Regions from separate parts of the Mus musculus genome. Here all the other regions are linked to region 4. A link is a contact called in public Hi-C, promoter capture Hi-C and targeted proximity ligation data. All regions are on one chromosome and are shown on one strand. The core of a region is the stretch at or near the end of the contact, and the rest is flanking DNA. Distances in the headings are between cores, read along the strand shown. Region 1 holds the start of Sac3d1 (SAC3 domain containing 1). Region 2 holds the start of Batf2 (basic leucine zipper transcription factor, ATF-like 2). Region 3 holds the start of Ehd1 (EH-domain containing 1). Region 4 holds the start of Dpp3 (dipeptidylpeptidase 3). Region 5 holds the start of Map4k2 (mitogen-activated protein kinase kinase kinase kinase 2). Region 6 holds the start of Arl2 (ADP-ribosylation factor-like 2).

What was found. Promoter capture Hi-C pulls out the DNA fragments that hold promoters and counts their contacts. A called contact is a pair of places that touch in the nucleus more often than the background predicts.
Region 1: a contact with region 4 is called in a promoter capture Hi-C map of liver, with 2.6 times the contacts expected there. A contact is called at or near these places in 2 of 39 promoter capture datasets (cranial neural crest and liver) and 1 of 130 datasets of targeted methods (pancreatic cancer cells).
Region 2: a contact with region 4 is called in a promoter capture Hi-C map of liver, with 4 times the contacts expected there. A contact is called at or near these places in 1 of 39 promoter capture datasets (liver) and 1 of 9 other capture datasets (liver).
Region 3: a contact with region 4 is called in a targeted proximity ligation map of astrocytes, with 2.6 times the contacts expected there. A contact is called at or near these places in 1 of 39 promoter capture datasets (liver) and 1 of 130 datasets of targeted methods (astrocytes).
Region 5: a Hi-C map of B cells shows a contact between it and region 4, with 5 read pairs. A contact is called at or near these places in 2 of 39 promoter capture datasets (both in liver) and 1 of 484 Hi-C or Micro-C datasets (B cells).
Region 6: a promoter capture Hi-C map of liver shows a contact between it and region 4, with 4 times the contacts expected there. A contact is called at or near these places in 1 of 39 promoter capture datasets (liver) and 1 of 130 datasets of targeted methods (pancreatic cancer cells).

What each region holds. Positions count from the first base shown.
Region 1 is chr19:6,117,140-6,119,839 of GRCm38.p6, reverse strand. It overlaps Sac3d1 (SAC3 domain containing 1), which reads left to right and starts at 1,254. Exons shown (of 2, transcript NM_133678.3): 1 at 1,254-2,043. The coding sequence starts at 1,254. It overlaps Snx15 (sorting nexin 15), which reads left to right. Exons shown (of 8, transcript NM_026912.2): 8 at 1-441.
Region 2 is chr19:6,163,137-6,165,836 of GRCm38.p6, reverse strand. It overlaps Batf2 (basic leucine zipper transcription factor, ATF-like 2), which reads right to left and starts at 1,398. Exons shown (of 3, transcript NM_028967.2): 1 at 1,284-1,398. The coding sequence starts at 1,322.
Region 3 is chr19:6,275,613-6,278,312 of GRCm38.p6, reverse strand. Ehd1 (EH-domain containing 1) reads right to left here and starts at 1,417. Exons shown (of 5, transcript NM_010119.5): 1 at 935-1,417. The coding sequence starts at 1,338. Gm14963 (predicted gene 14963) reads left to right here and starts at 1,735. Exons shown (of 2, transcript NR_168273.1): 1 at 1,735-2,020.
Region 4 is chr19:4,926,957-4,929,656 of GRCm38.p6, reverse strand. Dpp3 (dipeptidylpeptidase 3) reads left to right here and starts at 1,370. Exons shown (of 18, transcript NM_133803.2): 1 at 1,370-1,437; 2 at 2,598-2,700. The coding sequence starts at 2,603.
Region 5 is chr19:6,339,829-6,342,528 of GRCm38.p6, reverse strand. Map4k2 (mitogen-activated protein kinase kinase kinase kinase 2) reads right to left here and starts at 1,369. Exons shown (of 32, transcript NM_009006.3): 1 at 1,184-1,369; 2 at 1,013-1,070; 3 at 695-785; 4 at 562-626; 5 at 219-274. The coding sequence starts at 1,279. It overlaps Men1 (multiple endocrine neoplasia 1), which reads right to left. Exons shown (of 10, transcript NM_001168489.1): 10 at 1,635-2,700. The coding sequence ends at 2,357.
Region 6 is chr19:6,139,707-6,142,406 of GRCm38.p6, reverse strand. It overlaps Arl2 (ADP-ribosylation factor-like 2), which reads left to right and starts at 1,270. Exons shown (of 5, transcript NM_019722.3): 1 at 1,270-1,370. The coding sequence starts at 1,306. LOC115489019 (a long non-coding RNA gene) reads right to left here. Exons shown (of 3, transcript XR_003952891.1): 3 at 493-2,700.

The DNA of each region.
Region 1 (2,700 bases), core at 5-2,504, 1.2 Mb before region 4:
CAGCTCCAGCACTGCCAGCCACCCCCACTGCTCTCTTTGGGACCTGGCCGTGCTTCCTGCTCGTATGACTACCAGGGGCCATATCTGTATTAACTGGATCAAGTATAAGAAAAGCAAAGACTTCTCAGCTCTGACCTGCCTGCCTCCTTGGAATTAGACTTGAACTTCTGATCCTGCCTATCTGTTCTATGTGAGTGGCATCTGGGCCCCTAACCTGTCAGTTCACCCATCTAGACCAGAGTCTGTAGCCAGACCTGGCCCACTGCCTTTTTTGTAAGGCCCTTGAGAGCCTTCCTTCCTTTCTCTTTCTTTCCTTTCCTTTCCTTTTCTCTTCTTCTCTTTCTTTCTTTTTTTTTATGGTTGGAAGAAAAAAGATTCTTTGACTAGTGAAAATCTCATAAAATTTAAATACGTGTGAGTAAAACACATGCCTGAACACAACCAGGTCCATTTGCTTATTATTGTCTGTGGTTGAGTTTACATTGTACCAACAGAGTTGAATAAGCGGTGTCTGGCACATCATACCCATTATGTTTATAAGAAGATAAAGAGAGGAGGAATATGTTCCATTGAGGTGCTTCAGCTGGCCCTTGCCAAGGCATCCTATCCCCCTGAGGGACCAGCCAAGCGATGGTAATAGTAGAATTTATTCAGGACATGGGAAGGGGAGTTAAGAGGGTACTAGAGGCAGAGAAAGGCAGAGAGAGGAGGGGGGGAGAGAGAAGTAGAGGAGTAGAGAATTAGAAGCTGGCCATGAGCACAGGGAGGGGGAGGGGCAAGGGACTAGAGCAGGAGCAAGAAGGCAAGAGAGAGGAGGGGGCAAGCAGCCCCTTTTATAATGGGTCAGGCCTACCTGACTGTTGCCAGGTAGCTGTTGGGTGGAGCCTACCTGGTTGTTGTCAGCTAACTGTGAAGTGAAGCTTAGACAGAATGCTAATAATAACTATGAATGAGTGGCCGCGCCTTTAATCCGGGAATTGGAAGGCAAAGAGACAGGCGGATCTCTACTGAGTCAGCCTGGTCTATATAGTGACTTCCAGACCATGCAAAGGTACACAGTTAAAACAAAACGCATAGGGAAACAATGAAGAATGACAGGCACGCAGCACTAGCTGAGTGTGTTAAAGAAATAATAGACACGTACGTAAAGCAGGACTTGCTACTTCGAGAGCCCTAAGAACAAAAAGCTAAACCAACAAATCCCAGCCCTGGGGAGGTGTGGCCTGCGTCGCGGGACTACAAACCGATGCATCATGGGACGATTTAAGGGGGAAAACCGAAGCCAGGCGCGATGGATTATGGGAGGCGTTTCTAAAGGCCGCGGGAGCGGCAAATCGAGAAAGCCGCGGCAGGCTGCGTTTGGCCAGACTGGGGCTCGAGTCTGTCCCTCGAGCCCACGGCAGGATGCAGTGCCGCGCTTCCGCTGGCCCGGCGATGCTGAGTGTGCGTCCTCTACCCACACCCCTACCATGTCCGGCTGCAAACTACCCATGGGCCTGTGCCCAGACATGTGCCCGGCCGCCGAGCGCGCCCGACGCGAGCGCGAGCGCCGCCTGCACCGACTGGAGGTGGAGCCAGGCGGCCGTGGGAACGCTCCCCGAGCCGACCCCAAGCGCACAGTGAAGGAGTACAGCCGGCCGGCAGCGGGCAAACCCCGGCCCCCGCCAAGCCTGCTGCGGCCGCCGCCAGTGCTCTTAGCCACCGTGCGTTATCTGGCCGGTGAGGTGGCTGGCCGCGGCGACGTGTCGTGCGCGGAGGTGGCGAGCTTTGTGGCCGACCGCCTGCGCGCAGTGCGGCTAGATCTGTCGCTGCAGGGCGTGGACGACGCGGACGCAGCGACAGTGCTGGAGGCTGCGCTGGCCACGCTGCTGGCCGTGGTGGCGCGGGTGCGGCCAGAAGAGACGCGCGGAGCCGCGGACCCGGTGCTGCTTCAGACTCAGGTGCAGGAAGGCTTCGGTTCGCTGCGGCGCTGCTACGCGCGGGGCAAAGGCCCCTACCCCCGCCAGGCTGCTTTTCAGGGCCTCTTTCTGCTCTACAACTTGGGTGAGTCGATCCCAGAGAACTAAGTGCGGGGACCCGAGGAGCCTGGGGTGGGGAAGACGCAATTGTAGCAGCAACGGCGAACTATAGCTTGGGAGTACTGTAACTTCCATCCCCCAGCAATAGCTTCTTCTTGGGAAAGTCAGTTGGTAAAAGTCCCGACGTGGGACCTCAGGTCTGACATTCTCAAATTGGCTGTTTTCTACATAGTAGAGGTGGAAGGAGGTAGGATAGTACTGAGAGAGTTGACCTAGAAAGCGCTTTCCAAACTTATAAGAACTGCTCCGTGGGCTGGCCCATAAACATATCTAACAGGAGGTGCTAAAAGATTCCCTTCTATGGGTGATTTAATTATAGGAAAGTCCAGTGGGCGTGGTAACAGGCGCCTTGTATGGGAACACTTTGGAGGCAGAGGCAGGCAGATTCTTTGATGATTTTATATGTGGAGACAATATATTTGTATCATACATGCACACAGTGACTCTTTGTTTTTTCTTTTTTTTCTTTTTTCCAGACAGGGTTTCTCTGTGTAGCCCTGGCAGTCCTGGAACTCACTTTGTAGACTAGGCTTGCCTCGAACCCAGAACCCAGAAATCGGCCTGCCTCTACCTCCCAAGTGCTGGTATAAAAGGCGTGCACCACCACTACCCGGCTACACAC
Region 2 (2,700 bases), core at 149-2,648, 1.2 Mb before region 4:
TGCCTTCTTTTAATTTAAGTTGTGTGTATATGTGGTGACCTGTGTATGCATGTGAGTGTCTGTACCCTTGGAAACCAGAAGCAGGTGTTAAGTCCCCTGGAGCTGGAGTTACAGGTGATTTGGTTGTGAGCTGCCCCGTGAAGGTGTTGGGAACCAATCTCGGGTCCTCTCCAAGAGCAGTGAGCATTCCTAACTGGCCCCCACCTAGTTTGTTTGTTTGTTTGTTGTTTGTTTGTGAGATATAGTCTCTCACTGGTCTGGGACTCACCAGTAAGACTGGGCTGCCTGGTCAGCAAGCGCCCCTCTCCCAGGGCTGGGCTTACAGGTGCTTGCCACCTAACCAGGTGCTTTATGGATGCTAGGGACCAAGCTCAGGTCTTTAGGCTTCCGAGACAAGTACTTCACTGACTATGCTATCTCCCCATCCCTTCAACAAACATTTATTAAACATCTACTATGCACCAGGCACAAAACTAGAAGGGCACAGAAGTGGGAAAAAGAAGAAGAAAAAGGAGGAGTAGGAAGAGGAGACAAAACAAACAAATAAAATTAGGCAAAATGGCAAGATGTAATGGAAGGATTAGTTCAGGCCAGACTTGGCTACATAGTGAGTTTGAAGCCAGCCTGGGATACACGAGATCTTTCCTCAAAGCAGGAATGTCACCTACCTGGCACAGAAGAGATCTACAAGACTCCATGCTCACTCACAGGGCAGTGGGGCGGCTGCCTAGAACTGATGGAGATTCCATTGGGCAGAGAGGACTGCTCCTGAGAGCTCTGAGCCCTCCAACCCCGGGGACCACAAAACTTAAATGGAACTTGAAGTCAAATGCCTAGAGCGGGACCCTGTCTCTGTCACTCCACCTCAGGCAAGACTCCAGCCACTCTGGCTGAGGACTCTGCATGTCCCTTGGATTGTGGCTATATCCTCCTCAGGGCAAACTTCAGACCAGAATAGAGGCTGGAGAAAGACAGAGTCAGCGAGGAAAGAAGGCAGCTGTGATTTGGGAGACTAGAGAGAGAAGGGAAGGATCTGGGAAACGCTGCAAGGTGAGAGCAAATGGATTGCGAGGAAGCAGTACGCACGCATGCAGGGTCCAAGTTCAAAGCTGGAGACTGGTCTGCAGTGTGAGCGCCAGGAAGTCATTCCAGTGCCCAGGAGGAACTAAACCGTGAGATGGGAGTGTGCAGCCCAGTTCCCAGGTCACACAGATCATGGTGACCTTACTGCAGCCTTCCTTGTCTCTCTCCATAGCGTTTCTTTCCTAGTCCCCTGTACTCACTGTCTCAGTCAGCAGCTCGCTACTCCCACAGAGTTGCATGGCTTAGGCAAGGGGAAAAGAGGTTCAGTCTGGTCCTGGATGTCCCCTCAGCAGCTGTCCCCTCCCAGTGACCTATGGAGGCCCAAGGAAGTGGTGGCTCTTTAAATCCCCAGTGGCCACTCCGCCCCTAGCACACCCAGTTTCAGTTTCTCCTAAAACCATGGGCTGCCCAGAATCCCTGGCTCTTGCTCGCTCACGCTCACTCACGTGGGTGGAACTTCCTAACAAGAGCAGCCTTCCGGTTAGGCCCCTTCTCTAGAAGAAGGATGGTGGAGGGTAGATGGGAGCAGTTAACAAGACCGTATCCTGGAGAGGGCTGGCAGGATGCCAGGGACAGAACCTAGAGGAAAAGCGGGGTTGGGGTGGGGTGCGTGAAGGAGCCCCCATAGTCTCTGAGAAAGTCCAGGTTCACAGTCCACACTGGAGCTGTGCAGCTTTGAGAAGGTGATTCACCTTCTCTGAACTTTGGTTTCCTTATCTATGAAGGGTATGGGTAGGGTGGAGCAAATTTCCAGGCCTGCGGCTGGGTGTGCCTGGTGTGGTACTTGCACTGGAGAAGCAGAGGCAGGAGAATCATTCATGAGTTTGAAGCCAACCTGGGCTACATAGTAAGAACTAAAAATTCTCAAAATATAAAAGTTCCCAGGCATAACAAAAGAACTGTGACAACACGACCACTCCAAACTCTCTGAGACCGATGTTGGACTCATGCAAAAAATCAACAATCAGAGCTGGCGTGATAGTGCTCGTGACTGCACGAACCTCCAAATCTCAGGACTCAGAGGCAGAGCCCAGCAGGTATCTGAGTTAAAGGCCAGCCTGGTCTACAGAGTAAGTTACAGGACAACCAGGGCTAAATGATGAGACCCTGTCCCACTGATGATGAAGAATTTAAACTTTTTAAATTTAATTTATGCATACCAGTGTTTTGCTTGCATGTATGTCTCTGCCCTACATATATGCCCCGTGTCCTCAGAGGCCAAAAGAGGGCACTGGAGCCCCTGGAACTAGAGTTTCAGATATTTATAAGCAAAAATGTAGGCGCTAGAAACTGAACCTGGATCTTCTGGAAGAATAGCCAGTGCTCTTAATCGCTGAGTCATCTCTCAAGCCCACAAAATAAAACTTTTAAAGGAATCTTTATGTCCAAGTTTATATTTAAAAAACAAAAAGTGCTAAATCTGGGCACAGTGGCAGATGCCTATAATCCTTGGGAAATGGAGGCAAGAGGACCAGAAGGACAAGGCAGTTTATGGCTACACAGAATTGGGGTCTAGCCTGGGTTAGAAGAGACGGTGTCTCTTAATAAATAAGTAAAGTAAATAAAAATAAAAAGACTGCAATTGATTAGTAGTGTCTGCCATGTCGTGATGTCTGT
Region 3 (2,700 bases), core at 168-2,667, 1.3 Mb before region 4:
GAGGGCAGGGTCTGTGAGTCCTGTCATACCTCCTGTGGGAGGAGTCTGGGATGCCCCAATGCCCTTAAAGATCCTGGGTGTTAAGAGCTCCTCAGGCAGGCCACTGTGATTCATTCATAGCATCCTGAGGGGCTGACTCTAACTCACCGGGAACTGGTTAAGCTGAGACTCCAGGAGACACACGAAGTCTATCCAATCTATCCTAGACTATGGGTCTGGTCATTTCAGGAGCCACAGTGTTACCACCCCCTGAAGTCCCTGAAGTCTCCTGAGGCAACACTGACTTAAGCTTTTTTTGTTTTGTTGTGTTTGAGACAGGGTTGTCTCCTGTACTCCTGGCTGGTTTGGCATTCACGTAAGTGCTGCTTTTAGGAGGGGTGTTGGGACTCCTTCATCCCCTGCCTTCAAAGGGGGCTGCCCCCAAATCAGCAGACCAAAGCATAGCCTCCGCGCCCTTCCTACACAAAACCACTGGTCCCTGGAGATGTGACGCAGAGAGTGACACACTAGCAAAAGGAACATCTAAGTCTCGAGGTTTCCCAGGACACACACTTTAAAAACGGACCCCAGAGGAGGAGGGGGATTCATGAGAATGAGCTGGGTGCCTCCAGAATGAGGAACAAGAAAGGGGGGACAGCAATGGTTCATCTTCTCACAGCAGCCCCCCGCTCTGTGGGAAGTAGGTCTGGGGTCTGCAGGAGGATGTGAGAGTTAAACTGAAAACCTGGAAGGTTCTGGGAATGACAGAAGCCAGAAGAGTGGACGATGCCTAGTCTCTAACTTCTCTCGGGTAGTTAGTGGGACGCAGCAAAGCCGGTGTCCCTGGGAGTGGTCGCCTAGGGTCTGGCGGGGGCTCTCGGAGACAAAGGCCGGCTGGGGGCAATGGCTCCGGAGGCCTTTGGTATCCTCGCGCTGGGGGGCAAGGGGTGGGTACCTGTTGAGGAAGGCGTTGCCGAAGGCGTTGAGCTTGCGGAAGGGGCGCCGCGGGTCCACGACGAGCGCGTTGCCGGGCACCACGCCCTCGGTGGGGCCGTGCATGACCGCGATGAAGGAGTCGGTGGTGGGCTCCGGCCCGATGCGCATCCCCGGGAAGTCCTGCTCGATCAGGTGGCGGATGAAGGTGGTCTTGCCGGTGCTGTACTGGCCGACCAGGAGCACCATCGGCTTGTTGTCGAAGTCAGCGTCCTCCAGCGCGGGCGAGTGGAACTCGTGGAAGCGATAGTGCTCCTCCAGCGGCAGCAGCTTCTGCGCGTACAGCTGCCGCAGCCCCTCGGCCACCGTCTGGAAGAGCTCCGGCTCCTTCTTGCGGCGGGCATCCTTGCTCACCCAGCTGAACATGATGCCGGAGACGGGGCTGGCTGCTACAGGACGGAGCGGTGGCTGAGCGGGACTGGGGCGCGCGGCCGAGGAGGGGCCGGCCGGCCGGCGGAGGGCAGAGGGGCAGGGGGCGGGGCGCTGCCCGCACCGCGCAGGCGCAGGCTCGAGGGCCGGCGTGAGGACCACGACAGCGCCCTCTGCCGAGGGTCGCGCGAACCTCGTCGAGCCGCCCCTTTATAATAAGCCGGAGCCCGGCGTTCCCGCACGCTGGCCGCCGCCTCGAGGCTGGCCCGAGAGGAGGCGGGGGAAGAGCCCTCCAGGCCCCGCCCCATTCGCGTGCCACGTCCTCTTCTGCTTCCCATTAGCTGATTTCAAATATCGCGAGCTCGTGGCTGCGGTGCCTTGGCAACCGCACCTGTTTTGCTCCGCCCCTCGAGGGATGGCTCGTGGAAGTGTGGCGGTCGCGGGTGCCAGAGTCTGGCGTCGAGATGTACTAAGTCTGAGCACCATCTAGCACGTGTGGGCTTCCGGACACCCCCAAGTACTTCAGCTGCGCTCCCCAACTGCAGTGTTTCCGCTGGCTAGGAACTCCCAAAAGCATCGGGAGCCTCACCCTTTGGTCTTTTAGCGACTCTGGAGAGGGACAGGACAGCGGGAATAGGGAAAGCCGAGGGAGTACAGGACACCGGGAAGAGGAATATCGGTAAGGAAGGAGGAAGAGTGCGCTGGGACTCCACTCAGACTGATGGGAGAGGGACACGGCAATGGAAACAATTGACGTGACCTAGCGGGGAGTTTTCACCAAGGCGGTGCCAGCTGCGGAATGGGGTAAAAAGTTGCAGCTTTCTGGCTAGATGAGTTTGGAGGAAGTGAAATCGGAAATACCCTTTGTAAGGAAGAGGGGCAGTGTTGAGCAACAATGAAATGTTGTGGGAACTTAGGGGAAATTAAAAGCCCCAAAATTTCCGCTTTCCTGTCAGGGACACCACCAGTACCATCTCTTGTTCCGTTCTGAGTCCCAACCTGTTTCCAGTTGGTAGCTGTTCCCCACCATCATACCTGGCCACACCTAAGCCCCCTTGGCTGTGTCTGCTGGTGTCTAGTGGGTGATGTCAGAGATTTGGGGACTATGATTGTTAGGTAACTAATATCAGGTCACCCAAGTGGCAGGAGGATCTAAGGGCCATTGGAGAAGTCTAAAAGGCACCGGAGGAGTTGTTTAGCACACAGTTGTGGTCTCAACTGTTTGGAAAGGTTGGAGGATCACTTGAACCCATCGATTTGAGGCCAGCCTCGACAACAGACGCTGTCTTAAAAGAAAAAAAAAAAAAGACAAAATATTTATCGATGAGGCTAAATTCATAGCTTAGTGGTAGAAGCACT
Region 4 (2,700 bases), core at 121-2,620:
CCATGCAGCTTGGTTGGGGGTCTTGGGCCCTGGGATCCTTCACTTGCCTGAATTTGCCCTTGGTGGCTATGGATAGCCCTTATTTTCCTATCTGGTTACACTTACATTTCAACTGGGTCTCAGTCAGACAACTTTATACCTCGTCTAGAAACAATGAGAACAGGCAAAAGGAAAGAAGAGGACTTTCCTCGGGACACATTTTTACAGAATTCCCCCTTATAATGACACTCACCAATCAGAACCAAGAGCTACTAGCGCTGTGGTGACAAGGCTGGCCTTAAGCACATGGTTGCTCTGGCCCCTCTAAATAGGCAAGGTAAGGAAGGTGTGTTGGATTTCAGTCCCGAAACACTACCTCCTACACAACTCTAGGGGACAGCACTACCTCTTGATGGCTGCCCATCCCTTGGGTAGACTTAGTCCTGAAGTAAAGCTGACAGTGTTCCAGAGTAAGAGAAGTGAGCTATCTAAAGTCACACAGCTGGTAGGAGACAGACATCTGATTGAACCCTAGACAGCCTAAGTCAGGCCCCAGCTCTTTGCAGTGCTTACCACATCTGGTCAGCAAGTACTTGCAAGAGCCATGGGTCACCCAGAAAGACTCCTCCCTGACTACCAAGAGTAAACAACATGCTTGTCTGCATCCTGGGCTGCCCTCCAGTCAATGTCACTGGAGACCGCTTTTCTATTCTAGCTGGCAAGTGGTCACACTAAGAAAGTGCCAGCTACTAGCTGGCCTCGACTTCAAGTGCGTTGAGGAAACTGGGGTTCCCAATGTTTTAAGGATGGCTTCCATGGCGACCCAGTGGAGCACCTGTAGCATTTTTCTGCACCCCTGGGACTACTGGTGGATGGGACTACTATTCGCACAGCCTACATACACTCTTTGTAAGAGCTTCGTAGTCTCCAAATAGCATCTCCAAATCCTAAATCCAGGGAGGAGGGGGTCCACATTATTATAGTCTTCTCTAAGTGGAGGTTCCTAACTGCCAAATCCAGGGTAGGGACACTGGAGGTGAAACCCCAAAGAGAGCAGGCTCCCAGCTACATGTGTGGAGGCTCCCGATGTATAGGAACTCTCACGTTTGGGGACCTTGTCAGTCCCCTCTGTCGGTACCCGACAGCAGCCACGCGGGGTACTGAGAAACTCAAACTTTTTCACCAAACATCGCCCTACGCCACGCCTCTGTGCAGTGAGGGCCAGCAGACAAAAGGCCAAGGCCTCGCGGTCCTTGCAAGGCAGGCACCACCCGTAGCGCTTGGGGGCGGGGAGAAGATGAGGGGAGGAACTGTCTTCGGTTCTTCTACTGGCTGTAGCTGCTGTCCGTCTGATCCCTGGGGCGACTACGGGTCGGTAGGGGCGGGGCTTGTGTCCCAATGAATGGGGCGGGGAGCCGGAAGCAGGAAGTGAGTTTGCGAACGGAGCAGCTGCAGCAGGTGAGGTACAGCGCCTTGGTTTTGGGGTCACGGTGTGTCATCTTCAGGAGATCAGAGCGAGGCCTGGCTGTGCATGCAAGATCATCCCCTTTCTGTCCACCCTTCAGTGCCTCTTCCAAATCTCTCCCAGCTTTTGGGCAAGGAGAATTTCCAGGCAGTAAAGAGTTAACACCTCTTTCCGAGCGAAGGGGTAGATGGGGCGGAGCCGCGCAAATAAGGAGTACAGAGGGTGGAAACGTGTCCTTAGCCAGGGGCGGAGCGTGGAGAATGTGGTGGGTTCGGAATTCCTTGGGTCCCAACTGAGCTGAAAAGCTTTGGATAAGTTGCTTGCTTTCCAAATGTCATATGGTTCCTATCTGGAAAATGGGTTGTGCCCTTATATGGCTTCCCAACAGAGCAACAGAAGAAAACAGGATAGTGAAGGGCTGAAGAAAGACATGAGACTGGGGCAGATGCTAGGAGGGAAAAGCTGGGACAAAATATCATTGCTGTTTTTGATTTATTTTTTGACAAGGTTTTATGTACCCCAGACTGACCTTGGAATCTGACCCTGGGCCTGGTTGTTGGTTAGACAAACTCTACCAACTGGGTCACATCCCTGTCCTGGATTTCATACCCAGCTGTTGAGCTTGGTGTCATACTCACAGTCAGTGTTGCAGAGGAGCAAAGAGCAGTGCAGGGAGGTGAAGCGGCTGCCCTGGGTTTTAGACCTTTTGGTGGAGCGGGGTTGGGACGGTGGGGTGGATATCCAGCATGAAGCCTTTGTCAGCAGTTGTGATGAGCTAGAGGTGTTGGGAAATTCTGAACAGAGACTAGGACATCTGAGAAGGTGGAGATGAGGCAGGGAGTGGCTGGGGCTGGGAGTCTAGTAATGAGGCTGTGTTCTGCCGGTTCTTCCTTCGTACACTTGGCATCCTGGGCCTTAGTGTCCTCATCTGTAATATGAAGTGATTGGATTCAGATTTTAAGTCTGAGAGGCCACAGGCCAAAGCTGGCCCGCAAGTATTTGAGTCTTTGAATCCCAGCATTTCAGGTGAATGGATGCGACTGGATTACTCCCTCCTGGACTTCTGGATGGAAGAAGTTAGTTAGCTCATGAGCTTTCAGAGCAGCCGCGAAGATGCTGCGCTCTCTGAGATGACTGTGATGTGTTCTTGCAGGGCTCATGGCAGATACCCAGTACATCCTGCCCAATGACATTGGTGTGTCTAGCCTGGACTGCAGGGAGGCATTCCGCCTGCTGTCACCCACAGAGCGCCTCTA
Region 5 (2,700 bases), core at 120-2,619, 1.4 Mb before region 4:
CACCCAAGCTGCTTCCTCCACCCCTCTCCCCAAGCAGGAAGTGAATGAGCCAAGAGGGAAATAGGCTGCTTCCGGCAACAGAACTGGGGGGCCCCCTCCTGCTAGGACCTCCACCCCCTGAGTCAGCCCATCCCAAGGTCCCAATCTCCCACTGGCCAGATGTGTTGGGCCCACACTCCTGAGGATTCCAAAATGGGTGCTGCCTATGAGCCCCATACCTTCAGTGCCTCCCGGCAAACATAGGCAATCTGCCGTTCTTCCAGGGGCCCAGTGGCTGAAACATACAGAATGGGGGCTGAAGAGAAAGAGCCTGAGGGATATGCTGACCCTCCCTACCCACCCTGCAGAGTGGGGAGCAGCAGGCACCACTACAGCAAAGTGATGTTAGCCAAATTTCTTCCAGACTCAGGCTGGGAAACTGAGCCCAGAGGAGGATAGTATTTCTCTCAAGGTCACACAGCCAGTCAGAAGCTAAGAGGAGTCCAAGTGCAGCCAGAAGGATGCCTTCCTACCCCTATGTTGGGATCGGGAAAGGCCATGTCCATGGAGTCTGGATCTCACCGTGGTAAATCTCCTGCAGTGACCCTCCTCCACAGAACTCCATACAGATCCACAATCGGTCATTCCTGGGGAGACAGAGAGCTGGGGTGGCACAATGCAAGGCACAAGAGGGTAAGAGGATAAACAACCTCACCTGAGGTAGCTGCCGATGTAGGCCACGACATTGGGGTGGCGGCATTCACGAAGGATGGTGATTTCCTGCTGAAGAGAGCTGATGTCGTCCCCTGGGGAGCACAAGGCATTATGGGGGGGGGGGGGGAACGAATAGCCTAGACTCTGTCCCTATGTGCAAAATGAGCATAGAGTATTTCTCTCCTTGCCGAGCAGGTGCCAAACCTTAGTTTCTCCTGGGGTCGGCTTCACGGGGGGGTCTAGAAAATGTTAACTCTCTGCCCCCGCCAGCTCACCCGCCCGCCTCCCAGGAGCACAGAGGCCCCACCCGGGCCCACACCTGGGTCTAGCTTGACGATCTTCACCGCGGCCAGTTCGGACGTGACGGTGTCACGGGCCTAGGGGCGAGAAGCGGGGTGAGGAGGGGGCGGGGCCGGGGTTCCCGCGGCGGGACGTGAAGATGCACCCTCCTCCTGCGCTCCCGCCCGTCCCGCAGCCCCGCTCAGCGCACCTTGTAAACGTCGCCATAGGTCCCGGCCCCCACACGCTGTAGCAGCTCGAAGCGGTCCCGCGGATCCTGCAGCGACACGTCCCGCAACAGCGCCATGGCCCGGCGCCGGACCCGCCGGCGGGCGCAAGCTGCGGAGCCGGCGCGGAGCGGCGCGGGGTGGGGCGGGGCGAAGCGAGCGGGCAGGCAGGGGCAGCGCCGAGACTCGGAGGCCGTAGGGGCGGGGCCAGCCCGGGGCGGGGCCAGCCCGGGGCTGCCCCGCCGCCCGCCTGGCCGAGAGGAGGCGCCCTGGTTGCGCGGGGAAGTCCCAGAAGCAGGGGCGGAGCTTAGGTACCCCTCCCAATTCTCGCCGCGCTACAGGTGCAGAGCATAAAGTTCAAAATCCTAAAACAGCAAAAGCAGATATCCACTCCCGCCCCATCCCCGATTTCTCAGATGAAACACATACATACATCTCTCTTTTTTCTTAACAAAATGCATTTATCTTTCTTGGAACTGAAAAATAAATCTATGTACAAAACAGGAAGAGGCTGGCCCTCCCCCACCCCGTGCAGATTTCCTCCTGGGACCTCAGGGAGGTTCCCAGAGGGCTGGAAGAGGTCCTGCTCTGTTCTTGCGCCAGTTTGGTCAGGAAGGGGGCGAGGCTCAGTATTCACAGATAAGAGTCGGAGCTTCATGTCCTGTACTCAGGGGCTAGGGAGACGAGGAAGATTTCCAAATTCGGGCAGCAATATGTAAGTTCTTTGGGGTAAGGGATTTGGATTCCCAAAGGATGGAACTCTATATAAAGTGCGGAAATCTACCCCTAGGGACTGAATGGTCCTTGGTTTCCAGGTAGCAACTGTGCTCTGGGGCTAAGGTCAATCTAGCCCCCAAGTGGGAGGAATGCCCTACTGTTCAGGCGTGACTTGGGCTCCTGTCATGGTCCACTGAATTTCGGGGGATTGGACCTACAATGAGGTTCCAATTGGCCGGCTGGTGGGGATGACACCTACATTCTAAGAACTGAGCCAGGGCTCTGGGGCCTGAAGAGGGGCTAAATGAAGGCTCCTAGTCACTGCAGGACAGCTCTGGGTCCCCTAGGACTGAGGGCGGAGTCTAGGCTTGAATTAGAGGATGAGGGTGAAGCCTGCTGGGAGTGAGGGCAGGCCTGGGGCCTTGCCACAGAATCAGAGTTCAGAGGCCCTTGCGCTGCCGCTTTAGGAAAGAGAGTGTGTAGTCGCTGGGTGTGGACACTTTCTGTTTCTTCATCTGCACTTGCGACTGTGCCGTGAGTTGCAGCTTGATGGCGCTCGAGTTGATCTTGGTGGCCACCAGTAGCTCCTTCATGCCTTTCATCTTCTCACTCTGGAAAGTGAGCACTGGGCCCTCTGGGGGTGGCGATGCTGCAGGTGCTGGAGCCTGAGCAGCATTGCCGACTTCCTGGCCACCGCGGGTAGTACCTGGGACAGTCCCTGACGTTTTCCTAGGTGGTCCCGACCCTGCACTTTGTCCTGAGCCCGGGCCCTTGTCCAATGCAG
Region 6 (2,700 bases), core at 21-2,520, 1.2 Mb before region 4:
TGCTGAGAAAGTCTGATGCTAAATTCCCTGCCTGGAACCCACATAAAAGTGCGACAATCGGGGCTGGAGAGATGGCTCAGCGGTTAAGAGCACTGACTGCTCTTAACCTGAGTTCAAATCTCAGCAACCACACCGGTGGCTCACAACAACCTATAATGAGATCTGATGCCCTCTTCTAAGGGGTCTGAAGACAGCTACAGTGTACTTACATATAAATTAATCTTAAAAAAAAAGTGTGAGAATCAGCTCCACAAAGTTGTCCTCTGATCTCCAGTGGTATGTGCAGACACGCGCGCGCGCACACACACACACACACACACACACATACAGAGTTTACACACAACAATGATGATTGTTTTGAGACAGGGTCTCAGATGTGTAGCCCTTTCTGTCCTCAATATATATACAGACCAGGCTGCCCTCAAACTCACAGAGATCCACTTGTCTATGCCACCCAGGCATTGGAATTAAAGATATGTGCCAACACAACCAGCAAAGAAAAAAAAATTTTTTTTAAAGAACTCTTGTCAAAGTCATTTACTGAAGATAATCTGATTGTACAGCTAGTACATGCCAGCAGCCATGAGGCTAAGCACCAGGTGGGCTTCAGGTTTTTTATCGTTGTTTTTTGAGACAGGCTCTGCCCTGCCAGTTTTATCCTAACAGTTGGGATAGAGCGTCTCAACCTGATAGGGTCCTAGATAGCACTCAATCCTTTGTGCGGGTCTGGTCCCTGCATTGCGGGGAGCTTGGAACTCTAAACAACCCAAGGAGGCCATACTGTCCGCACATTTAGAAATGGCCCCTAGGGGGAGTCATCATCCTCAAGTGAACGCACAGAGCCATTTCCGACAGAGTCCCGGACCAGGACCAACGGTTTTCCGTCACTGGTAAATGAATGGAAGTCACAAGATGCACTGGTGGGAACCGTATTACAGTCCCCGGATGATTCGTCAGCTCTTTGTGGAACCAGATTCCGACTCCTAGCTCAGAATCTCTTCGCGGCTACTCCCTACCCAGACGAGATACTGCTCGAGAAAGTCAGCCTCTGTCTGGCATCCGACCGAGGCCTCGGAGTCGGAAGGCTTAGGGACTTCTCCCTTGTCCCCACCAACCCTCTGCCTTCCCGACAAGGGTTAACGCAGCAGGCTTCAAAGTCGCCGCAGCGCCTCTAGGGGGCGACGCCCTGCACTCCTGTGGTCACGTGACAACGAGGGCGGCCACAAGCGCCAGGCTGGCCAATAGGAGACGGGAGCGGGGTCCCGGGACTAGAAGAAACGGCGGCCGGGAGGGGGCTACGGGATCATGGGGCTTCTGACCATTCTGAAGAAGATGAAGCAGAAAGAGCGAGAGCTGCGGCTGCTCATGCTGTATCCTCCGAGCGCTAGAGCGGTCGCGAGGGTAGCGGGGCCCGCCGGGTGGGCGGAGCCGGGCGTGGGGGGGCGCGGCCGCCGTGGGTACCTATTGCCGGTGGTGCGTCACGCACGCGGCGCTACCACTGCTCGGCGCGGGGCCGGGGAGGGCCGTACCACTCTGCGGGGTGGGGGTTGGCGTGCAGAAGGCAGCCCGGTGGTCTCAAGGCCCGGCCTAGACTTGGGACTCCAGTATCACTGCGAGGCGCGACGCAGTGGTGGTGACTCGGACGTCACGCTGCCTCGGGCTGGCCCGAGCGTGGGCCCTGCTCCTCCCTGGCGCTGACCCCCTCCCCTTCATCTACGGGTGTAGGCCTTGGCGCTTCCCTTAGGGTCGGAATCCCAGGGTCTCGAGGACCGCCTAGGCTCCTGCGAGTAGGCGTGGACTCGGTTGGCCACAGGTCCCGCTGTCACTTAAGGCCACCAGCGACCTTTCACCGCATTAACTGGCACCTGCATCACCCGTCTTGCACTGTGCCGGGCCACCTAGGCATCTGCGATCCACAAAGTAGCAGAGGGAGAAAAGGAAATTTAATGTGCACGTAGAACTTTACCACTCGTGCGTGTTTTAGACAATTCTGAGAAAGACACTCATTAGATGACCTCCAAGCACCTATGTTAGGGAATTCGGTAAAACAGGGAAGCGAAAAAGGCTTCATTTCAGATATTCTGTGATGAAAGGGGAGAAAAAATTGATAAAGCAAGTAAGATATGTAGTGTAGGATGAGAAGAATAGAGTCCACAAGGAGGTAGAGAGAGCTGGGAAAACGTAAGCAGAGGACCTGCAAGTGCGAAGGCCCTGGAGGAGGATAAGACAGGCATGTTCAAGAAAGGTTGAGAAGGAAAGAGCTGGAGAGAGGGAGAGCCCATGGGCTGGGGCCATTTAGGCAGCTGGACTATGAAGGGAGCACAGGATGGTGGCTTAGACCATGGTGGTAGTAGGAGAGTATTATGACTTGCTGCTGAATGGGAGAAGACAATGAGGGAGATGTAGCCAAGCATGAACTGGTCTCTGGCCAGAGTGTTCAGAAGGACAAGGAGCCACTTGCTGAGATGAGAGACGCATGTCCCTGGGAAGACACCAACCCTGACTGTTGGGCAGGTAGGTAGCAGCCATCAGCCTAGAAACGATCATGGGATGGCCCAGCTGGGGAGTGCTGAGACCCAGGTGTAGACGCTTGTGTGAAGTCAGATGAGGGTAACAGGATGGGGTCTGGGAGAGGGCCAAGGAAAGAGCAGCAGCGCCCGGAGCAGAGCAGAAGCTGGGCCACCCGGCCAGTGGAGAGCA